2 separate regions of the Danio rerio genome follow, and region 1 is linked to region 2. A link is a contact called in public Micro-C data. All regions are on one chromosome and are shown on one strand. Each heading gives the region's core, a stretch centred on a gene start, on an enhancer-like site or on the middle of the called end of the contact. The rest is flanking DNA. Distances are from core to core; before and after follow the strand shown.

The links. Hi-C and Micro-C count contacts between places; a contact is called where the count stands out from the background.
Region 1: a contact with region 2 is called in a Micro-C map of caudal fin, with 6 times the contacts expected there. The contact joins the promoter of pou3f2b here to the promoter of mms22l in region 2. A contact is called at or near these places in 8 of 18 Hi-C or Micro-C datasets (caudal fin, embryo, fibroblasts and 3 more) and 3 of 4 datasets of contacts at active chromatin or transcription factors (caudal fin, embryo and gastrula embryo).

What each region holds. Positions count from the first base shown.
Region 1 is chr16:35,762,502-35,767,089 of GRCz12tu, reverse strand. It overlaps pou3f2b (POU class 3 homeobox 2b), which reads right to left and starts at 2,655. Exons shown (of 1, transcript NM_131160.1): 1 at 1-2,655. The coding sequence starts at 2,615. The coding sequence ends at 1,479. The region is part of intron 9 of LOC137487924; the gene reads right to left.
Region 2 is chr16:35,501,768-35,506,529 of GRCz12tu, reverse strand. mms22l (MMS22-like, DNA repair protein) reads left to right here and starts at 2,106. Exons shown (of 24, transcript NM_001130601.1): 1 at 2,106-2,317; 2 at 2,408-2,533; 3 at 2,626-2,678; 4 at 2,751-2,838; 5 at 2,941-3,118; 6 at 4,175-4,268; 7 at 4,359-4,489; 8 at 4,569-4,682. The coding sequence starts at 2,142. LOC137487924 reads right to left here. Exons shown (of 10, transcript XM_073926253.1): 3 at 4,156-4,246.

The sequences.
Region 1 (4,588 bases), core at 1,406-3,905, 260 kb before region 2:
TTCCGATTGATATGCTTGATGAAATTATAAAATACACAAAAACCGCTTTGTCATATGGACCAATGAAGAATTATTTGACTTGAAATGAAAATATTGCATGTCACATCATTTGCTTTTCCCATTCTCCACAATACTGTGTAAATAACCTCTATTTCAAAATAATTAAAAAAGACATTCAAATGTTTGAGATATATAATATTGAATTCGTTGGGTAGAAAATAGTGCTAACATTGTTGAAAACTGAACATTGTTTACTATACATAAACATATAGTAAAGTCAGCTCATTAATTTATAAAAAAGCAGCTGAATGTGGGTTAAAAAGCAACTGACTCACGCGAGAGATAGCAAGCAATATTCGGCTAAAATGACTATAAATATAAAGGCAAAATAGACCAACTCTAATGTCAAAACAAATCGAGACCCAAATAAAAATAAACCAAAACCTCTAAAATATTTCCCCAATTCAAAATAATACGAAAAAGTGCTCAAGTGAGAGAATAACGTAGCTATGTCCTTTAAAAATTATACAATATTTACAGCACTGTGTGGAGTCCTGTCAAACAATTGTATTTTATGGTGATTCGTCTTTTATCGAAGAAAAATGCCAGGTTTCTTTCTCTAGCCCTTCGGCGACCTGTCTGCAGCTCGATGCTGGAAGTTTCTTTTGATTTCTTTTCAATTTAGAGCATCCGTATTGATAAAACGGAGACTAGAAGAGACTAGAATCAATTGTGTGTGACTAATTTCTTGGCGCCAAGACTACAACATCTGCTTAGTGTGACCTTGCACCTCATCACTGTGTTTCTATAAGTAAATATAATGTATCTAAAATAGCCTGATAATAATGATAATAATAATAATAATAATAATAATAATAATAATAATAATAATATTAAACGTTTAAAGGCCTTTTGATCAAAATAAATAGTCAAATACTGTAGATAGATGCATGTCACACTGATGTTGTTTTCCAGTAGAATCGATGTTCACCTTCAGTCGCCCACAACAAAAGTAAAAATGGCGTGTATTTGTCAAATGCTGCAGCACTAGTCACTTTTCAGGCTAAGCCTGCAAAAGCAAATGCAGTGAATGCGTCTCGATGTAAACAACTGGCTATGGGACACCCATGCTCGCGTTTGAGGGACATTTCGCTCGTCTCAAAGTGTTTGATAAATAGTAGGGTTACACCTTAAAACTGCGTCTTTTCACAGTGCTGGGTATTCACAGAACAACCGTTCTCTTTGCTCGCGCAGGGAACGCACGGTCCCCCTCTCTGTTGCAGCAGTAGCCTACGAATTTTGAGAAACATTGAAGACGGATATAATCTGCTCGCCCGCCTCAGTAGTCTAAACCGCAGCTGCTTTCACTTTGGATAGTTCCAATGTGAACATAATCATAAATGAAGACTGAAGCAGTCAATATGATAAGATATGTCCTTGTTTTGTAAGTGTTTTTTGAGTGTTTTTTCTCTCCCCCCTCACTGAACTGGCGTCTGAACCCCGTGATGCGGCGGCGTGTCTCCGTATACGTCCTCGGTACCCGGTAGAGGTCCGCCGGGAGGAGTCATCCGTTTTTCTTTCTGTCTCCTGTTACAAAACCAAACCCTCACTACCTCTTTTTCCAACTGCAGACTGTCCGCCAGTGAAGTAATTTCCGACGCGGCTGGCTTTGGGCACTTAAGGAAATGGCTCTCCAAAGCCCCTTTGACGCTTACCTCGATGGAAGTCCTCTTTTTCCGTTTCCTCCCCTGCGCTGCTATCTTGTCCAAGCTCGTGGGGCTTCCAGATGTGGAGTCTGCCTCCTCCAACCACTTGTTCAACAAAGGCTTGAGCTTGCACATGTTTTTGAAGCTGAGTTGCAGGGCCTCAAACCTGCATATTGTGGTCTGCGAAAACACATTTCCATAGAGCGTTCCCAAAGCTAGTCCTACGTCCGCCTGCGTGAAGCCCAGCTTGATCCTCCTCTGCTTGAACTGTTTGGCGAACTGTTCCAAGTCGTCCGAGGTCGGCGTGTCCTCGTCCGAGTGGTCGTGGTGGCTCTGGTGCGACTGGTGCTGGTGCTGGGACGGTGGATGGCCGTGATCGCTGAGATGCGGGCTGTGGTGGTCCTCGTGCGCGTCGCGCATGCTGTGGTGGTGGATGCCCTGGCCGCTGCCCGGAATGAGACCGTTCACGCTGAAGCTGGGCTGCGAATAAATAAGGCTCTGTCCGTTCGATGTGGCCATGCTGGGGATGTGAGCTGCCGTCGTTGTTCTCCATGCCCTTGAATCGTGATGGTTCCCGTGCGTCTGATGTACCAGGTGGGGTGGCCGCGACTGATGCTGGAGATTGCTGGAATTGTGCATCTCGTCCCGGGGGCTCTGCACCGCTGGCTTGATGTCCTGCTCGCCGAGGGGACTGGACGACCACGGACCTCCTTCTCCGTGTGACAAGGCTGTTATCCACTGGTGCGCGTGGCTGAGCGGGTGACTGTTGCTCTGCAGTGAGTAGTCACTCTGCAACAGGGTTTGCGCGTCCCTGTAAGCCGTAGCTTGCTGCATGCTTCCAGGCTCCGAGTGTACAATAGATGGACTGGAGGTGAGGATATTGTAATGATTGGATGCTGTAGTCGCCATGACTCTCGGAGCCGGACTGATCGCTCCTATTAAAGGAACCTTGCATTTGACAGTTACTCTTTTGCCACAGGCGTCTCCCAGGCTCTTTGCCAAGTGGACGCAGAGGCGCGCACCTGAGCTCCGCCTCTCGACCACGCTCATTGGCTGAGAAAGGATGATGGACGCGCTTTTTTGAGGCAGCTTTCAGCTGATTGGACGCTCGAGAGTCTTAACAAACACTGCCTTCTTCCCTCAAAAGAACTCCGTGTCCTGCAGCACCTCTGAAATGTGAGGGACCGACGGGCCAACAAGACCAGGGCGAAGAACATCAAAGGTTAAGATTTTTATAACTTGGAGAGAAATTTATTTCAAACTTGTCTCTTATGGAATTTGTGATTGTGTGCGTAGCTATGTATGTTTGTAAGCTTTATGTATGTAGATTATTTATTATAATTTATCTATTTGAAAAATAAATAAATATATGAAAACTTTTTTAATGATGTCATTTCACGTGTTTTTTGTTTTTACAGGTTCTGGGATTTATTCGTAAAATAAAGGGAAACTTTTGTATTCTTTCTAGCGTAATGTTTGCTGGTCAAGCTAAGAAAATTATACTTATACATTGTTAATTTAACAGAGAATCTTCTGAGTTTTTTTTTTTTTTGCAAAAAATTAACTATAAAGTGAAAAGGTTTTGACAAACTTATGGAAAAATGGGCGCTTGACTCATTAAAGTGTTAGATTTTGAAGAGCTGACATAAACAAAAGCCTAAATTAATAATATTTTTGGTCACAAAATAACATTGATGATCAGAAATAAATGATCATTTTAGCAGATTAGTAAAGAATAAAAATGTGGTAACTAACTTCACAAAGTAAATAATAAAAATAATAACCCCCGAAAGTAGAGAAAAATAAACAAAATCAGTACTATTTATTTATAAGCAGATGATTCATTTGTTTAATTCACTATAAATGTAATCATAAAGCATAAAGAACTCAGAGAATGAGAAACGGGACATATTGCTATATAATTTTGTATTTTACTTTAAAAAATAAAGAGCAGCATAAAGTGTACAATTATTGGATGCCATAAACAATTAACAACTGGTATAAGAGAGGGAAGTAAAGGATTAAACATTTAAAAGACTTGTTCACTAAACACATGGGTAAAAATAAAATACTTCAAACTAAAATTATATATAAGATTTATAAAAACTTTTATAATTAAATAAAGACATAAATGTGGCACAATATGTAAATTATTTAGATATATAGACCACGTTTTATTGATTAGATAAAACAAAAAAATTCCGATTATCTAAACAGAAGTTACATGATTTACAATCAGAAGCACTTGTGCTGCAAACTTAGTGACTTTCTAAACACAATGGAAACTGACTAGTAAGTATTTAAGTATTTTTTTACTTTTTTTTTTTGTTTTCTATGTTAATTACAATTAAACAGGCTAAGTCATTATTAGGCAATTCCAAACATTTTAAATAAGCAGTTACGCTTCTCTTTTAACCACAACTGTCTCTATAAATCCTAATAGAAAATAAAAAAAACTTTTTCTTTTGGGGTCTGCATGGTGTACTCACGTCAAAAGAATATTTCAAAGAGGAACAGTGGGCCGTTTGGGACCGCAGGTGTCTAAAGCTGACCAGCTGGCTTCTCTGTGAGCCTCTGTAAAGAAAAGCACACGACATTGTCCGAGGAGGGGGACATTTTTTCAGCGGCGCTGCTGGTTGCTATAGAGAGCAGTAAATTAAACAACGCCTCATACGTCACCAGCATCGCCTCCTCTGGACGGCCCTACGTAAATCAGCAAGGGTAATGGACAAAAGACAAAAAGGAGCAAGGAAGACAGAGAGATCAGCTGATTTTAAGGAACTGTTTAAAGGTAGTAAATAAAGTGTAATTTGCACAGCTAATGAACTTTAACGCAGGGCGTACAGCGCCGTACAATTACGCATCACTTAGGTAACAATATA
Region 2 (4,762 bases), core at 857-3,356:
TATCTTTTCCTTACAAATGCAGTGAGCTCATGCACGCTAATCTGCATATTGCCTGACACGTCCTCGTGCTCTGATTACACAGGAACATCATTTCATTCACAAATTAAGGACGTAAATTATTCAGAGCTAATAGATTGAGACAGACGGCGGCAGCCTCTAGGATAACCTAATCACTTACTATAAGAAATTGCTACAAAAATGGAAATCACTTGAACATTTTTACTGTCTGAAAAATCTGTCAGTCTGGACAGCGTGTTCAATGTTAAGCAGGTGGCATGCAAGGTTTTAAGACCCGACCTCTTTACATCTTCAATTTTACCTGTGCATGCATGCAAGTGACTTAAAAACTGGAAAAAAAACAACAACAACGGATTCATTTTCATTGTCCTCTTCTTACACACGACAAAATCTTATCTTGAAAGAGAGGGGAGCGTTTTAGAGTGAGATCCCTCCTCCCTCCCGGTCAGAGAAAACAATGCAACATGACTTTAATTTTTTTACCTTCTGTCCGACTGCGCGCTGAGCTGTACACATCCATGTATAGGGTAAAAAGCGCATTTTGATGAACCGAATAGGCTATAGCGTTGCTCATTGTATTATGTGCAATTGCCAAAAAAAAAAGCGGTATGCGACGACATATGCCGCTTTTAACAAAACGTCCCGACATCTAATTTCGTTCATAAAACTAACCGATGAGACACGAGCGTCGAATAAAAGATGATCAAATCGACTTTTCGGCATTCGGCAGATGCGAGGACTGGGAAATATGCTTTTAAATGTATGCAAGGCGATGACCAAAGCTGCAGCCGGCGGATAGAGATCTGCAAATGGAAATCAGGGTAACTCTGGATCTAGTTTTATTTAACGGAGATGCACTAGTTTTTAATCAGACTGTAGTGAAGATAAAAAACATATTAGTGCATAACGCATGCGACGATTCAATCGCATTTCTTGAATTCATTGTCAATTTATAGTTGTGTGTCTCTTAATATGCTTTACTGCGAAGAGTGACAAACGGACGCACATTAACTACCCGAGCTTCTCAATCATAACTGTTTGCAGTGAGGATATTATTATTACAGTTCCAGACCACGCCTCTCCGGGAACTTCTGACCAACCACAGAGCGGTTTGCATGAGCGACACGGTTGCGCGCATGCGCGGGGTGAGCGTGACTGTAGCGCGGGAGTGCTTTGACACTGGGAAGAAGGACGCAGAAATTGTCAACAGTGGCTGAAGTAAGTGTTACTGAAGTTGTTACAGCCTGAATGACAAAAACGCCTGTATTCGACGAAGAGGAAAGGTTTCGCCTTCTGATGATACAACTTACACGCCGATGACTGACAATTTAGTGCTTTAAATACAAAGCGTTCAACTGCTAACAACACCAGTTAAAACCAATAAAGGTAAAGTTGGTTTTATATTCGCACATTCGTTTATTTAGCAGCCTCTGTATTGTTTACCATGTTACTTTGAATATTCGATTAGAATTAGCATGTAAGTATGACTTCTAAACAACATTAACACTATCTAATTCACTGTAAACAATGTTGTACTGTGATAGCCATTTGCTGCTAATATGGTTTCCCTATTTACAATTTGCAAAGAATAGTTTTCTGAAATAATATTATTAAGGAGAAATTGAGAATGTCTTAATATTTAAATATAAAACCAACTTTACCACTATTTAAAACAAAGCATTTTCCATTGAGGTAAAGTCAGTTTTATGTTCGCAAATTCTGACGTTTTCCTCAATAATATAATTTCAGAAAAGCATTATTTGCAAATTCTAAGTAGGGAAATCATATTTTCAGTTAATACACTGTTCACGGTCAAATAAATAGAGCTTATGTTGTTTTAAAGTCATACTTGCGTGAATATTCAAAGTATAATATAGGACCCGTGTCACTTGTTGTCTTCAAGTTCAAAAATGGATGAATGTGCGAATATAAAACCAACTTCACATCTTTTCTTCGTTCAAGATTGTCTTGCATTCAGTCCAGACAAATGTCTTTAGTTTGTTTTTATTAAACAGTTGTTTGATTATCTTAGCCACTTTAATACATCGCTAAAATGGGGTTTTACAACATTTTTTTTTTTCTATTTAGCTCTCTTCCCAGTGGTCTGTTTGCACATTGTTGACATGGAGAGTGAGTTCTCACAGTCCCTCACTCCACCTGTGTCTCCATCTGCTCTGAATCATTATGGTGAATCTGCTCCCAGTCGGCCTCCTTGCTTCACCTGTGCTTATGAAGCAGGCAGAGAAGACACAGGACGGCTATCATCAAATGGCTACATCAGCAGAGGAGCCCTGAAGAGGTGCTTAGTTTCGGTGTTATAACAGTGATGCTTTAATCTGTTTCAGTTTGTCTAAGGTTAATAAAAAATGATCATCTTTTCCATGTTTAGGTTGCTGTTAAAGCTCGATCCAGCTCCTGCAGATTTTGAGGGGGACACAGTTGATATTTTTGACTTCCCATGGGTGACGGAGACGGCGCTGGTGGAATCTACCAAACTTCTGTTTGGCTTGTTCAGGTAGGAGTGCAGGTGTGTTGGCTCTGGAGGATTGCCACGTTGTCTGCTGAAACAGGAAGTCTGCTAATTTGACAATCTGTCTTTCCTTTCAGACAAAAGGTGTTAAAACTGGAAACGCTGGTGCAGTCCAGCTCACATGATTTTGGTAAGCATCTGGAGACTGACTTTTTAGGAAAAGTTGTTGCATTCTGATGAAATAAAATAAATATTCTTTTAGGTCAAGCAAGCAGTCTTCATTATGAGGCAGAGGAACTGAGGCAGCAGTGTGTGCTTTTCCTCAGCTATATCAAGGTGTTCATTTACAGGTACACATTTTAGAGAGCTCAAAGTTTTTGTACTCTTAACCTGTGCTATGGCTTGGCAATACTTTCAGAAGTAGATTTTTAACTTCTTGTATCAATGTTCAGGTTTTTGGAGCCCTCACAATCCCTAGATGAAGGTCCTGTTCACCCCTTTAAAGACGCAGAGGCTCAGCTGCCCTCAGTCTTAGTGGAGGAGCTTTTCAGCATCACACTTCTTATTGGACGAATCGGAAATCTGCCAGCTAATGTCCAGAGTGCTTTCACTATTCAACACCAGGGAAAGGTACAGCAGAACACTTTTGTGCTCGTTTCCTGTTTCAGGTCGGTGTCAAAAAGTGTGCTCCAAGTAGGGCCAATAATGCTGACATAAAGATTTTGTTCGACCTTATGGGAATAGTTATAGTACTGTAGATTAAATGGCAACAGCTGTTCACTACTAAACAGAGTTCAAATAATAAGTTTTAGTTTTTCACTAAATGTTAAACGAAGCGTATTTAATTTTATGTTTGGTCTGTGCAAAAAAATTAAAAATACATTATAATTATGATATTTAATGATATCATACACAGAACATAATAGAGTTTTACTATGATTTACAGAATACACTAGTGTAACAATATTTTGTGCCATAAAATATTTGCATATTTAGAACAAGAATAACTTAATTAATCACATTTAAAAGACTATTTAGTATCACAAATTGTACACTTTGGCTGCATTTATACTGCAGATCTTCAATTCCGATTACGTGACTATATTCAACATTTTTTGAAGACCCACTTTCAAAGTGACTCAAATCAGTTACTTTTGCATTCACTCTGCACACGCAAAGATGCAATGCCCCCATTTCTGTATTTAGTATGTTTGCAGGGTTGAATTTTTTTTAAATGTGTATATACTGTATGTATATATAGCATCCTTAAACACTGTGTTATTTGTCTTACTTGACACTGCTGCAAAGCATATTTTTTGACAAGGTGATTTGTAATAGTTTATGACAGAAAAGTCCTCTTTGGCCATCTTCTTTTAATCTAGGCTTCTTTGACCAGTAAGCATTTAATGTCATGCCCATGTGGTGTTAACCCAATTAAATTTAGTTTTTACATTTGCACTAAAAGGGGACAGTTTGAAATATATTGAATGAAGATTAAATAATAAAATAAATCAACTTTGTCTGCATTACACTGTTTGTCTTAATGCATTCATTAATGCATTCATATTTACAACTTTTGCCAGGGGTGTTGATTAGTCTTTAGATCTGCAGCATTTTATTATTCACCCTAGTAGCAAAAGAAAGTCTCATAAAGAATAGAAACTTACAGTGTCACCCCATGTACAGCTCTTTCCTCCATCCTGGCAACTATTGCATCTGCACCTGGACATCCACTGGTCTGTTCTAGAGATCCTGCACCTGTTGGAGCAAAGAATGATGGGTATGTTGCAATAGCCGGAAATGGGCTGAGATTGTGCTTGAATCTGGGACTGTCCTACTAATGAGTATTTTGTCCTGGTGATTTCAAAAGGTCAGGTAGTTTACGCACACCAGTTTGTGAACTTAACAGGAGAGACGCTCACCAACATCAGTCTTTTTGAAGACCAGGTCAACAACCTGTTTTGTGATCTCATTGGCCTGGCCATGAACAAATATAATAAGGTGTGTTTTTAAACAAACATAAAATACACGGTGGTGTAAAGGTTAGGAGGTACAACAATCTTTCTTTCTCTTCCTCCAGGTGAGACCAACAGAGACTCTGAACACTCATCACTATCACTGCCTCTGCACAAAGGAATTATGGATTCTGCTCATACATTTACTGGAGCACAGGAGCAAAAGCATACACACACAGGTTAGCACACACAGTTGCTGCATGTTAGTTTTTATGCGTGTCTGTGTGTTTTTTGCACAATTTTGTATTCTAACTGTACT